Regions from separate parts of the Sus scrofa genome. Here all the other regions are linked to region 3. A link is a contact called in public Hi-C and promoter capture Hi-C data. All regions are on one chromosome and are shown on one strand. The core of a region is the stretch at or near the end of the contact, and the rest is flanking DNA. Distances in the headings are between cores, read along the strand shown.

Region 1 (4,822 bases), core at 1,210-3,709, 510 kb before region 3:
TCAGGCTTTATCCTGTTAAGTCTCAAGTATAAAAACTACTCCTATTGGGGGGGGGGACACAGAAATGGGAGGAAACACGTCTAACCTCAGCACTATGACAGCCATTATCACACTGCCTGCTGCCTCCGAACTTTTCGTTTTGGGAAAACCAGTGTAACCTGATTGAGCAGAGAGCCACAGTCTTGGCATGTTCCTTCCAACTAAGAGAGTACTGGCAGAGCAACTGTGACATACTAAACCTCTCCTATATCCCAAATCTGTCCTGTCTTTCTTGACAGCCAAGAGAGGGGAAGAGCTGAACCTGGAAAAGACCATGCCGGCGGGAAGGGCACTTGGAAGAGTATCTCCACAGAAGATCTGATCTACTCTCATTCAGTGAGAGGTGAGACCTGTACTCTGCTCGGCGTCAAAATCACCAACCAACTTCACCTTCAAATGCAACCATAATAAGTCATCATTTATTGAGTACTTATTATGTGCCAGGCTCTGTGTAACATTTGACATACCTAATCCCATTTGGTCCTTAGTACTTTCTGAAGCAGATACTGTAATTACCCCTTTATTTACCAGTGGGAAAATAAAGCTGGGAGAGGTAAACTTTGTCCACGGTCTCATAGCTGTTAAGTGGCAGAGCTGCATGCCCAAGTCTTTTTTACTCAACAGCTGAAGATCTAAAGCACTGTATTTCACTCTTTGATCCCTGAGGTTTGGACCCTGGTATCAGAATGCAGAGGACCACCACCAGGTGGGTATAAAACCCCTGAAGGCAATTCACTGCCTGCTCTATCTCTGTGGAACTCCACGCCCACAGCGGAGCCCAGCTCTGCCTTCCTGTGTTAGTAACTCACACAAAGGAGGCAATGGGGAGTAAAGCAGTCCCTAGGATTCAAACTGTGAAGCCCCTGGGCCATCCACTGAAGACTCGTAGGGATGGACAGTGATGGCACCTAGTGACTGTGAGTCCCAAAAGCACTTTCAAAGCAGGCAGGGCGAAAGAACCAGGGCAAGACCATGCTGAAAAGACCAAGAAGCAGACATGTGGTTACTGCTCGAGCAATTCAACAGTCCACATTCCAGCAGTGGGTTTTGTCACTCCAGGGACCTAGAGCTAACCAACATCTGTATCTTAATTCTCTTCAAGTGGGGTCCTGTAATTAATTTCTGTGAGTTCTAACAGAAAGCTAGCCTAAGAACTAGAACACTAGATTTTTCGGTTTTGTTTTTTTAAACCCAGGCTTTGAAGGGACTCAGTTTTAAGTTTAGATGAAAAAATTCCTTTCTTAAAGTCGCTTCTTACACTCTAATGGAGGGTGGTGGCTGTTACAGGCTCTCTTTGCCTTTCCCACACAGCGTTTTTCACAGCGGTTATTATGTAATAGTGTAATTAGCACCCAGGCTAGACCTCGACAGCTCCATAAGAACAAGAGTTATGCCTGCTGTTCTTTCCAGGACCTAGTAGGGTGCCTGGTACCTAGCAGGGGCTCAGAGTATCTGCTAAATGAATGAATGAATGTGTGTGTGTGTGTGTGTGTGTGTATATATATATATATATATATATATATCTCCTTGATTTTATATATATATGTTGTGTAATACATATATAATGCAATGTGAACTTACTCCTATTATACAGGCATTTATCTGGCCCCAAACGTCCGAATTTCCACAGGGCTGCCTTAAAAATAAACAAAGCTTAGGTATACACAGGGGCAAGTATGGCTCAGCCATCGTCAGTGGGGTCGATTCCAACATGTATCCCGATAAGCACTGAATGGAATAAAGGATGTAAAATCTCTCCATAAACAGCCAAGTGCCACGGGAGAGTTAGTGATTACGACCACTGTTACTGTCAGTCTTCGTCCCACGGATCAAGCACCCCAGCGGGGAGAAGGAAGGATACCAAGACAGGAGAGGTGGCAGAAGGGATGAAAAGGATGGGGCAGCTAGGAAATGACGGGCACAGAGAAAAGGGGGGAAAACAGCAGGCGGACCAGACAAAAAGGATGTGCAAGAGGAGGGGCCGCCGGCGCGCCCCCCAGGCGCGCCCAGCGGAGGCGGCCAGACCTTACCTTTTGATACACAGCCTGGAGGGCAGGTAGGCCCGGTAGCCGTCGGTGATGTACGGGTTGTCCTTGAGGGACACGGGGATCTGCTCGTAGGTGTAGAGGCGGATGCCGCGGGGAACCAGGACGGGCCAGTACTGGTAGCTGCCCAACTCGATGTAATGCGCGCTCTTCAGCAGCTTCTGATGCATCCTTCCCGGCCGCCGCCGCCGCTCCCCAGCCGGGAAGCTCGCCCAGGCCCCGCCTCCCCGGGGAGGGGGCTTCGCCGCCGCAGCCCCCGCCCCGGAGCTGGCGGACGCCGCGCGAGGTCCTACGGCCCCGCAGCTGCCCGGGCCCGGTACCGCGCACAGAGCGGCCACCGGCGTCAGCGCCCCCGCGGCCCCGCGACGTCGCCGCCCTCTCTGACGTCAGCACGCTGCCTGGGCCCCGCCCCTCGGCCCTGCCTGGGCCGGCGCCACCGGGGGCGGGGCCTGGGCGGGGCGGGGCCTGGGCTGGGGCGGGCGCGCAGGTGCCGTGGGGGCCGCGGGGCTGGGCCCGGGCCTCCGCCGCTGCTGGAGTTCGAAGGCGAGGCGGCCCAGTCCTCCTCGTGGGTGAGAAGAGCGCAGAACTGTACGGCGAATACAAGCGGTTTTTTTCCTTATCCTGTTTTTAATTAGAAGCAATATGCGTTACATTTTGAAAAACCAAGGGGAAAAGAGTAACTGGGAGAAGAATAAGAACTAGACCTAGCTCCACACCGGTTCTTTGAGCTTGGAATGTCACACATTTCTTAACCTGCGACGTTATCTCGGCCAAGGTCAGTCCTTTGAAGTAGGTGGAAATAGAGGAAACCTGATGCACAGAGAACATGTACCAAAATCGGGAATAAGCTGAGCCGTAGAGAATCCCCAACGCTTTCGAAGTATTCAAAGCCCCAAAGCTCTTCAGAGTATTTTCTCTGACCACAGTAGACTTAAACTAGAGATAAACAAGAAAACTGAAACTCCCCAGATGTCTGGAATTGAAACAAAGCACTTCCAAGTATTTTAGTGGGTTGATGGAGAGAGCGCAAGGAAATGGAACTCAATGCCAAAGATAGAAGATATAAAAACTTGGGGGCGTGCAGCTAATACGGTGCTTAAAGGAAATGTTATAGCTTTTTTTATAGCTACGAATGATGATGCCAATTCTTCTTCTTCTTCTTTTTTTTTTTTTTTTTGCTTTTTAGGGCCGCACCCTCGCCTTTTGGAGGTTCCCAGGATAAGGATCCAATTGGAGCTACAGCTGCCGGCCTGCACCACAGCCACAGCAACATCAGATCTGAGCCGTGTCTGTGACCTACACCACAGCTCAGGGCAACGCCAGAACCTCCACCCACTGACAGAGGCCCTGGATGGAACACACAACCTCTTGGTTCCCAGTTGCGTTCGTTTTTTTTGCTCCGCGACAAGGGGAACTTCGCCAAAGCTTTTTCCTAATGGCAAAAGGGCAGAACGTTAGTTTTGCATCCATGTATGTAGACCCCTTAGTGCATTGTTTGGCAACAGTGCATGATAACAATCATCGACGCTGTTATTTATTTACTGTTGTTGTGTTGGTAATACTAGTTGATGTCTGAGAGGCAGTATAGGTTGTGATTAACTTCTGAGCGTTGAAGCCTTACTACCTGGGTTTGAATTCAGCCACTTATGAGCTGTGTGTCTTGTACAAGTACTAAAGCTCTCTGTGTCTCGGTTTTCTCACTGGTGGAACAGGACTAATAAGGAGTAGTTTGTGTTAATCAGTAAATCCATGTAACACTGTTAGAAAACCGAAAACCGCCAGGCATATTGTTAGCTCGGACAAATGTTCTCTTTTATTAGAGTTCAAGGTAAGATATGTTGATAGTTAAAACGAGACCAGTGGAGCTCTATCCTAAAGAGACTTAAATGTCGTGTCATGGCCTTGAGACTTTTCTTTAAGCCGAGGCGCTCTAATTTGAGGGCTTACTGTGTGGCCAGGACATTCGCTCTGCTGAAGGTCAGTGTGTATAGGCATTCTCCTCACTGTGGAGGAAGATCGTGCCCGAGAATGCCTGCCACTCCCACCGAGTCCTTCTGGGAGGCTTCTTTTTTTTTTTTTTTTTTTTTTGCTATTTCTTTGGGCCGCTCCCGCGGCATATGGAGGTTCCCAGGCTAGGGGTCAAATTGGAGCTGTAGCCACCAGCCTACACCAGAGCCACAGCAACCTGGGATCCGAGCCGCGTCTGCGACCTACACCACAGCTCACGGCAACGCCGGATCGTTAACCCACTGAGCAAGGCCAGGGACCAAACCCGCAACCTCATGGTTCCTAGTCGGATTCGTTAACCACTGCGCCACCACGGGAACTCCTGGGAGGCTTCTTATACATGTTTTCTTGTTGGTACCATATGGCACTGGTACCCTTGAGGCGGGTAAGTGGCTCGTGGGATGTCCTGACACAAATGTCCATGCAAGAACAGTGGTAATTAGCTCGACCAGTTGGTTTCTTTCTTGGGAATTTGGAGAGGAACGGAGGGAGCCTGGTATTTGAAACAGAAAGAGGGCCAGAGGTCCTCAGGGACAGAGAACGAGGACTGGCGGCTGCGCCCTGGGAGGCGGGACCCTAGAGCAGCATCCACAAGTGGCGGCTGCTTGGCTTATCAGCAGTGTGCCCTTGAAACCTGTTGCAAGATGACTTCTGGGCTGAATTCAATAATTTATAACCCATGTCTGCTCTCGCTCATTCATTTATGTGGCTTAATTTTTAAATTAAGCACT
Region 2 (4,665 bases), core at 693-3,192, 330 kb before region 3:
TCAGCGGATTAAGGATCCAGTGCTGTTGTGAGCTGTGGCATAGGTCGCAGATGCAGCTCAGCTCTGGCGTGGCTGTGGCGAAGGCTGCAGCTGCGGCTCTGATTCCCTAGCCCGGGAACTTCCACATGCTGCAGGCGTGGCCTTAAAAACATTTAAACAAAATGTTGCTGTCGGTCCTGCTTCCATGAGGCTCTCTCTCTCTCGGGACTTCCACCTTGGTCTCTCTGAACCAGAGAGAAGACCAGGCACGCTGAAGACATCAAGCGGGGAGGCCACGTGGAGGTCGCCTGGGGTTGGAAAGAGATAACCGAGGAACCCCATTCCTCCAGCCTCAAGCTCCTGGCGTCTTCTCAGCCCAAGTGGCAGGCACGTGAGGGAACAAGTCCTCAGGTGATTCTACACCCGGCCTTTCCATCAGTCAGCTGACACTGAGTGGAGCGAGACAAGCTTTCCAGGTCTAACTCTGCTCAGCTGGTAGATGTGGGAGCAGAGTAAATGTTGTGGTCTTAAGCTGCTGGGAGATGATTCGTGCTGTGGTCACAGGTAATAGGAGCCAAACCATTTCAGAATAACACGGAGAATGGGGTCTTAGCTGCCAGAGTAGTAGAGGTGAATGACTAGTTTTTTCCTAATTTAGAGCACGTCGACACAAATGAATGTTAACATTACACAAAACATCATTTTCGTTTTCATCTTAAAAGGTGTTCAAGATCTTTTGTATCACGATAGTATCATTATTAGTGGCACTAGTTTATATTGTTCTACAAACGTGAAGGTATAACCCAGCAAGGGCACTATAGGATATTGAAAACTAAAATCACAAATGCATGGGATCACAGAGAAATAAGTATAATATAAGTCATATTAATACAGCTCTCAGTTCTTGATTTAATTCAGGTCTTTTTGCGTGATTACTCTGCCTTGGGTATTGCACTGGGTGCTGGAGGTCCAAAGGGAAATAAGACAATACAGTCCCTGCTGTCGTGGACGTGAGCAGGCAGGTGTAGGTGAGGAGCAGATAGCAAACAAAAGTACACATGAGTGAGTTCATAATTATAATATCGTGTGCTATGAAAAGAAAAGAAATCAAGCAGAGAGAACATTCAGAAAGGGCCTCTTTGAGGAGACGCATTTAAGCTGAGACATGAAGAACGAAGGGGAGCTGGCTTCAGAGTGTAGGGCAGAGACTAGTGTTCAAAGGCCCTGAGGTGCGCAAGGAATTTGCACTTTGCCTCCGTGTCAGGGACGGACTGCAGGAGGGAGTCTTTTTGTAATTGGTGGAATGTTTGGACATGGGGACCTGGAAAAATATCAGGACCACGTGAGGCAATTTATTTATCTTTTTAAGAAAACAAGGCATAGTGCTTCTGCCTTATGTTATCAGGCTCTCCTTTTCCCCCGTCTTCCTTCTCAGTAGTTTACAGCTGGGATCTATGAGACGTCTAGTTGAAGGTATTTCTTTAAAAAATAGTCCTGAATATTAGAGAGGAAAAAAAAACAAAACACTGTTGCTTTGGGTAGATGCAAGAAAAATACTGACTAAGTGAGACTGTTCTGTAAAGTGATATTTAAATAGTACGGCGTTGACGGAAACCCAAGCTGTGAAACGTTCTTTGAGTTGATTCATTCATTCAGTCAATAAATACCTATTGTGTTCCTGTTACGTGGTTGGACTTAGCGCTGGACTAGATTCTGTGCTCTTGATATTTACAATCTAGAATCTAGACTGTAGGTAAGATAGGAGCAAGTAGACCAGCAGTAATTTTATAGTCATCGTAAAGCCCATGAAAGGGGCAGCAGAGGTACCGAAGCATCTAATATGAATTTGGGATAGAAACAAGGATTTTTTTAATGTAAACATAGCACCATTATTGGATAAAGTAACATAGATCTTAGGCTTTGAGTGACAATGTTACTGTCCATTCATAGAGTATTTACTTTGTGGCTTATCCATGATCAATGTTTAACCTTAGATTGCCTCTCTCCTGGTTCTGGGATGTGTTTTAGGAACAGTTCGCAAATGATAGTTAAAAGGACAAAGACAAATCTACTATAAAATGCTATTCGCCGAAAAGAATTACCAAAAGTCATGTAAGTAACATTTGGTTGATGTGCTTGGAGAGTCTATGTGAGGCTAGCACAGAATCTAGTAAGCATGGATTCATTATTTGTCCCCATATTTATTTCTATTTTTTTTTTCCTTTCTGAGCATAGAAAGTTGGTCAGGTTTGGAAACTGAGGATGCCGAAAAGAACGTGAACCCTGTAAAAGTCATAAAGCAAAAATAAAACAGGCAGAAAAGGAAGTTTTGCCTTGAGTTTAAATTCCTTCATTCTGAGTCACAATCTATGTCTTCATCATTTGAACATTGGGAAAGTAGTATTTTTAATGATTTCATGACTGCTCTATAGAGTATAAAATGAAAGAAATGAGTGGGAAAATTCTGTCTCTTAGTAATACAGATTTCTCTTAGAAGATCCATTGTCTGACATTGGAGCAATTTCCCTGAATCACTCCTGAAACTCTACTTTTTAAAAAAATCAATAAGACCTCTCGTTGTGTTGCAGAATTACACAATCTATTTTAGGGAAAAAAGTAATTTTATCTTAGAATACATTTGGCAGTTTTAATTCTGTTCTTTAAACATTTTCCTACAAGAGGCCGAGCAGCTGCTTATTTTGTGATGTTTTTCAGGTGTCTGGTTGTCCACACAGATGAGCTCTATTTTAAACACATGACCAAAATCAACAGTACCCAAAGCTTATTTCAATAATCTTTCCTTGGGAGTTCCCTGGTGGCCTAGTGGTTAAGAATCCAGTGTTGTCACTGCCATGGCTGAGGTCACTGCTGTGGCGCAGGTTTGATTCCTGGCCTGGGAATTTCTGCATGCTGTGGGCACAACAAAAAAATAAAATTAAATTAAAAAAAATTCCCTTGACAGCTACACAAGGGATTCTCCTCTGGTGGGGGACAAAGTTTGTTAGAATTACCTGTGGCAGGAGTTCCCGTTGTGGTGCAGTGGTTAACGAATCTGACTAGGAACCACGAGGTTGTGGGTTTGATCCCTGGCCTTGCTCAGTGGGTTAAGGGTCTGGCATTGCCATGAGCTGTGAAAAAGGCAAAAGACAAAAAAAAAAAAAAAAAAAAAAAAAAAAGAATTGCCTGTGGCAGCTTGTTCCAGCTATGCACGTCCTTTGGCCTCGCCTCGATTTGGAAGTACTTACACACATTAGTGCCAAAGGACCCTGCCTCTTGTAGCCTCCTCAAAGATCTTCTCTTTAACGTCAGGATGAGGGATTTGAAGTGCCTTCATGCGGCTGCTTCTCAGGTCTTCCTAACTGATGGTAGGGCATGAGTTCTGAATCAAACTGCCTACCTGGGATCCCAGCTCAGGTTCTCATCTGTTAGTGTTCTAATCTTAGTGAAGCGTTGAAGGGATACTATGATGCACCACACGGCTCTTCCTTTTTTTTCGGTCTTTTTTTAGGTCCTTACCTGCAGCATATAGAAGTTCCCAGGCTATGGGTTGAATCACAGCTGTAGCTGCTGGCTACACCACAGCCACGGCAATACCATATCTGAGCCGTGTCAGTGACCTCCACCACAGCTCAGGGCAACACCGGATCCTTAACCTGCTGACTGAGGCCAGGGATCAAACCTGCATCCTCATGGATACAGTTCCTGCTGAGCCACGACGGGAAATCCCAGATCGTCCTTTAGATGAGGGACTGCTTCCGCCAGAAGGGCTGCTGGCAGACAGCCTTCAGAAATGCAAAGGCTCAGGGAGGTGCACGTGCTAGAGTAGGTATCTCACTAAGACTGGGAACCCAGCAGAAGACTGGGAGAGACTGATGATGTACCAGCGTCTCTTTGACATTCAGTGGTGGCTGCCCTCTGCAGCGTAAGGCTGAAGGTAGGCGATGCCTTTGTGACCTGGACCCACTGATAGCAACGGAGATAAGTGTGCAGAGTGAGAGAGGCCAGGTAGTAGTTGCATAATGGTCAGAACTTGAATGGACGGAACACTGTGGTGAATGGTCGGGTTAAAGAGGCCTAAAGGCTGCCCACCTACCTAACCCACAAGCTGGGACAAGTCCTTCTTTGAAGGGGGTCGAAGGACTATCTCCATGTTTGCCACAATGCCCACAAAGGTAGGAAAAAATGGGCAGATAACAGGAGTATTACTTAATTTACATAATCAAAAGATATGAGGACCGCATGAGCAAAGGGCTGAGGGCAGTTACCCCGATACAAAGGTACAACTCCATGCCCAGTTTCTAGACGGGGGTCCATTTAAAGACGCAGAATGCGTTGCCTGAAGGCGATCCCCGGAGTGAGACATGTCCTTCTAGTCCTTGAAAGAGACGGTGACAGTTTACCTGAGTAACTATGCACTGGGCGCATGGGCGTGCCCATTCCTCTTCCACACTCACTCTTGCCTGCAGCGTTTGAGTTCACATCAATACCTGGAAACCCGAAGTGTCCTTGTAAGCTGACTGTTGGACTGAGGGCAACTTCTGTGAGCCAGAAACTAGGTGGGCAGGGGAATGACATGATAGGATTTATATTTTTAAAGAAAACTCTCTGTGGTATTGACACCAGACCCTGGTATAACCCTGGAGCTAAGGCAAGGAGGCATTGCGGTAATCCAGCTGAGAGGTAACT
Region 3 (4,923 bases), core at 1,882-4,381:
TCTAGATTTAAAAGCCATAAACTTCTGATACCATCAAGTTCAGTAATGTATTGAACATAAAAAAGAAGTTCCAGTTCACAACTTAAAATGGGGTTTGTTTGTAGGAATAAAAAATAAATAAGTTTTGGCCTTGTTACTACTTTGCCATAAAGTTCTAAATAACCATAAAATGGAATTTTTAAAAATGGCTGTATATTTGCTACTATAATTATTATTCCTAGTTATCTTCCCAAATTGTTGGGATGATAAGAAAGAGCAGATAAGGTCATGTTATGTTTACAAAGGTGACATTAATCACCCGGTGAGCATGTGGGCTCACTGCTGTCCGTGTGTGGCAACATGGCTCACTCTGTCCTGAGGTTAAAGGCCAATTATTTACTGACAATAACGTTTTGAGAAAAGTTTCAAATCTACATTTTATGTGTCTTTGTTTTACAAGCACCTGGTCTTCCCAATGCATCAGATACAGGTTTTGTTCTATGCCCTTCACAGTCACTAACACATCTAATCTTAAACAGGACACCATGGAGTTCCCGTCGTGGCTCCATGCTCAACGAATCTGATCAGCATCCATGAGGACGTGGGTTCGATCCCTGGCCTCGCCCAGTGGGTTAAGGATCTGGCATTGCCCTGAGCTGTGGTGTAGGTTGCAGATACAGCTCAGATCCCACATTGCTGTGGCTGTGGTGTAGGCCTGCAGCTATAGCTCCAATTTGACTCCTAGCCTGGGAACCTCCATGTGCCGCCAGTGTGGCCCTAAAAGACAAAAAAAAAAAAAAAAATTAAATAGGACGCTATGATACAGGTACTATTAATAGCCCTATTTCAACAGAGAAGGAAAGTGAGGCACAAAGATTAAGTAACTTTCTCCAGATGAGAGCGTTAATATAAGGCAGAGCCAGGGTTCAAGTCTGGTTCCAGAGGTCGTACTTTCCCTGTTAGCGAGGCTGCCCCAGCACACGGCCCTGGAACATTCGAACACCCTGTCAGCTCATAAGGTAAAATGTACTTTTGTGAAGAAAGGCATTGAAGTTGATTCTCGTGTCGTTTGACTATAAAATGCTGGCCTGGACGCTGAGGTACAGCGGATCCTCCTTCCCAGCTGTGTGCTTCTCATTTGCCTCTGGACTCCTGGCCTTTCGCTCAACCTTTGTGTCCGGCGTCGTTGCACAGCCACGCGTTTACTCAACCCGCTCAGCCCCAGGGTCCACCTACCGTCAGAGGTGTGTCCTCGCCCCTTGCCCGAGCTTGGCCTCTGCGTGTCCTCTCCCCCCCCCCGCGTTGTTCCCCCGCCCCGCGTTGTCCTCTGCGTGTCCTTCCCCCACCCCGCGCTGGCCTCTGCGTGTCCTCTCCCCCCCCCCGCGTTGTTCCCCCCGCCCCGCGTTGTCCTCTGCGTGTCCTTCCCCCGCCCCCCGCGCTGGCCTCTGCGTGTCCTCTCGCCGCTCTGCGTGAGTGGCTGCGCGAGCATCGCTGGAGGTCAGCGCTGGTCGGCGGGTTTCCAGCGGGAAAGCCGGAGATGCTTCTCCCCATCCCTTGTCCAACCCCCCCGCCCCCCGCTTTGGAGAATCCAGTTTATTTCCATGGCACGACCTGCAACGCGCTGCTTGTCTGTGCCGGTGCGAGCACACGCCGACACAGGAACGTTTTCACACATCTTTATGGTGTTAGGAGTCCAACATCTGAGTTCACCCTGGACCCGAAGAACCAAAACCGGCAAAAGTCTCCGCAGTGGACTCCACGGAGTCCCCTCAGCTACGGGAAGGCGCCGCCTGGGCCGTGTGCTTCCCTCTCAGGTCTGCGCCAATCGGTCCCGACATGACCGAGCCCGGCCGCAGCCCCAGAACCTTCCTCAACATGATGCTATAGAGTCTAGACGGCCGTCGCCAGCCGCTCAAACTTGGTACCTGACGTGAAATTATTTACCATTCCCTTAGAGTCAGAAGGTCTCGTTCTTCTCCGATATTTCCACTAAGTATAATTTATAATACTTCCCTAAGCTATAGAAAGATTTTTTAAAGATGACTGCAGGAGTTCCCATTGGGGTGCAGTGGAAATGAGTCCAACTAGGAACTGTGAGGATGTGGGTTTGATCCCTGGCCTCGTCCAGTGGGTTAAGGATCCAGCGTTGCCATGAGCTGCAGAGTAGATCGAAGACACAGCTTGGATCCCGAGTTGCTGTGGCTGTGGTGTGGGCTGGCGGCTGTAGCTCTGATTTGACCCCTAGCCTGGGAACCTCCACATGCTGCTAGTGCGGCCCTAAAAAGCAAAAGCAAAAAAAAAAAAAGACCACAAAGGGAAACTTTTAAAGTTGTTCTGATAGTTTAAATATTTACAGTCTAAAGTCTAGCTGCTTTTCTGGCTGATACAATTGTACAATACTCTTCAAGATATTTTGACATTTATATCTTTCCTAAAGACTTTGTACTCATGGACCGATAATTATCTGTGACTAAAGATCTATATTCGATGTTAATATTCCCTGGCTAATCAGTGGAAATGTATGTATTTTTTGTTAGTGGAACACAACCCTGTCTTAACGTTCTGTGTCTTGGTGATCACAAGGGGGGACCTTTGTCTTACCACGTATTGAAATTTTAATCATTAAAACATTCTCTGTAGGAAGAACCATCTAAAAAAAGTCTAAATGTTACCCATTTTTTCACCATCCTCCTCTTTTCCATCCCAAGATCAAAGTTTTCGAAACAACACCCTTGGTTTTTTATGGTTTAGAAAAGGAAATGGCAGGGAACGAGGTGCATTATTTCTAGAGCTCGAATAGTTTCGAGGTGGGAAGGGATCACTTACCTGTCAAACAGTTAAAACCGTCTTTTAGTTGTGATATGGTACTACCTGTATCTGATATGAGTAAAGTCACTTAACATCTACATGTATAGTGAAGACAGTTTATTATCTCAAGAAATTACTACCCAGCCATGTGAAAATGTATTTGCAAAATTCCCCAGTGAGACTGTATAAATGCAAAGTAAGAGGTTTACACCAAGAGCTGCTCAAGAAAATGGAAAAGTTCTTTAGGAGCAAGGTCCTGAGTCCTGAGTCCTGAGTGAGAATCAGATGGGGGAGGAGGAGTGCGAGTGGCAGGAGAGTGAGCGGGCTGGCCTGAGCGGAGGCGCAGAGGAGGAACCGAGCGTGCCGTACTTAGGACAAAGGTCAGGATACAGCACCTGCAGCGCGGACAGTCATGGAGTGAGTGATGGATTGCCAAACAGAGTTTGAGCTTTGTTTAGAATTATGTATTGAGATCAGCCCTGTCACAGTCTATAAAGCCAGTAGGTTTTTATTCATGTTTTACAAGCAGAGGTACACGAATCTAGCTGTGAATCCTTGCTATCCAAGGGTGAGTTTCTCATCTAATGTCACAGGAGCTGGGAAACAAGCACGGGACTTAAGAGTTTCAACTGGATTTCCATTCTGGGGCTACCACTTACAGCTGATGATTTTTCTGTGCTGCTTAGCCCCTCTGAACCTTGGTTTCTCCATGAGGATAATCTGACACAGTTTCTGAGGCTGGGGAGGGAGATAGTCGTAACTCATCGTGTCTTTCCCTTCCAGTCCAGTTTTGTGATCAGTTAGGTGAGCAGCACAGGATTGGGAGAGAAGGAGAGCCAAATGGTGGCTTCACTGGCAGCCACTCACTCTAGATTCCCAAACAAGGTTCAGATCTGTGGCACAAGAGGGCTTCCTAGTCCTGAAGTGAAGGAGTGATAGTGTCCAGAAGTTTCATCTAGAGAGAGCTGACTGCTTTCCTGAATATGTGAGACAGACATCCTCTGGAAATGACTAGAAATATTTAGGTGACGGGATGAGGCATTTCCTAGGGTTGTCTTCAGCAAGAATGATTGGGGTTGAGGGCACAAGGCAGCATATTACTGTCAAAATGGCCCCATTTTAAACTCGGGGGGGGGGCAGTGGAAATGTACAACACCCAAAGAAGCCAGTGAGATTATCACAGAGGCAGATAGAGAGCCTGGTGGGAGCACAAAGGAGAGAGAAACAGTCAACTCTACCTGGAAAGAAGAGTGAGCAGGAAAGGTTTCAGAGCCCTGGTGGTTTAAGTAGGAAGGAAAACCAGGCTGTATCCTTTCCATCACTTTTAAGAGCATCCAAATGAATTCTTGGATCTGGCTGCTGAGAAAATATATGAGTCATAACCTAGGATCAGCTGGATATAAGCGGTTTCCACCAGCAGTCCATGAAAACCAATGTTTTTAAGCATCTATTGGGCCACTGCAACAATCAGCAAGATGTTTAAACAGTTGATTCCATTGTCAGCCCAGCCAGTTTTTAACTGTATCACAAAAACTAGCCTGGGGATGCAGCCCGCGATTATTCCAGCCCTGCCAGAAATTCCCTTTCTGTTACAAATTTCTGCCCCAGTGGGGTTTTCATAGTTTTGGCATTTTTGTTATGGATCAGTGAATCAGCTAGCCTACAGGCCAAGGAGAGAGAGAGAAAAAATAAACCTCCCAAATGAAAATCAACCCACTTAGGATGTCTTCATCTATTTTTCAGTGGGAGAAAAATACAGCTGGGTTCAGCGATTTCTACCAAAAAGCAAGCATCCCTAGTTGGATTGGTTTGGGGTTCTTTTTGTTGTCGTGTTGTTTCTGTTTTTGGGGTTCTGTACTCTCAACTTTTGGGGGGCATAATAAAGACCAGCCTCAGCAGCATCACTTAGAAGATTTAGTTATTTTGCAAAGCTTGGGTAGTGACACTTCTGCAAAATGCACAAGCGCATGAGCAAACATAGAGATGTGTGAATTCAGGAAAGCAGCCAAATGCACATCAGAGCTGAGGAATGTCAGAGTGAAATGAAGGCAACTTGTAAACACCTATCATTATTTTTAGGTAGAGAATGTTCTAACATATTGCCAGTGGGTGCTGCCTGTGCATTCATTTCCCTAA

Evidence for each region. Promoter capture Hi-C pulls out the DNA fragments that hold promoters and counts their contacts. Hi-C and Micro-C count contacts between places; a contact is called where the count stands out from the background.
Region 1: a promoter capture Hi-C map of liver shows a contact between it and region 3, with 10 times the contacts expected there. The contact joins the promoter of PAQR3 here to the enhancer-like site in region 3. A contact is called at or near these places in 1 of 5 promoter capture datasets (liver), 21 of 47 Hi-C or Micro-C datasets (adipocytes, alveolar macrophages, brain and 10 more) and 1 of 2 datasets of contacts at active chromatin or transcription factors (skeletal muscle).
Region 2: a Hi-C map of liver shows a contact between it and region 3, with 14 times the contacts expected there. The contact joins two enhancer-like sites. A contact is called at or near these places in 1 of 5 promoter capture datasets (liver) and 5 of 47 Hi-C or Micro-C datasets (embryonic fibroblasts, liver and skeletal muscle).

What each region holds. Positions count from the first base shown.
Region 1 is chr8:138,644,264-138,649,085 of Sscrofa11.1, reverse strand. PAQR3 (progestin and adipoQ receptor family member 3) reads right to left here and starts at 2,459. Exons shown (of 7, transcript XM_013998797.2): 1 at 2,070-2,459. The coding sequence starts at 2,254. It overlaps LOC102167132 (a long non-coding RNA gene), which reads left to right and starts at 2,567. Exons shown (of 9, transcript XR_002346480.1): 1 at 2,567-2,859.
Region 2 is chr8:138,461,883-138,466,547 of Sscrofa11.1, reverse strand. All of the region lies in intron 5 of LOC102167132 (a long non-coding RNA gene), which reads left to right. Among named protein-coding and RNA genes, the nearest start is that of NAA11, 140 kb to the right of the region's middle. Within about 2 kb of position 1,942, at least 1 of the 83 cell types and tissues checked has an H3K27ac peak or open chromatin away from gene starts, as enhancers often do. A contact at or near this core is called in liver, where this site is marked.
Region 3 is chr8:138,133,264-138,138,186 of Sscrofa11.1, reverse strand. All of the region lies in intron 7 of LOC102167132 (a long non-coding RNA gene), which reads left to right. Among named protein-coding and RNA genes, the nearest start is that of GK2, 130 kb to the left of the region's middle. Within about 2 kb of position 3,131, at least 2 of the 83 cell types and tissues checked have an H3K27ac peak or open chromatin away from gene starts, as enhancers often do. A contact at or near this core is called in liver, where this site is marked.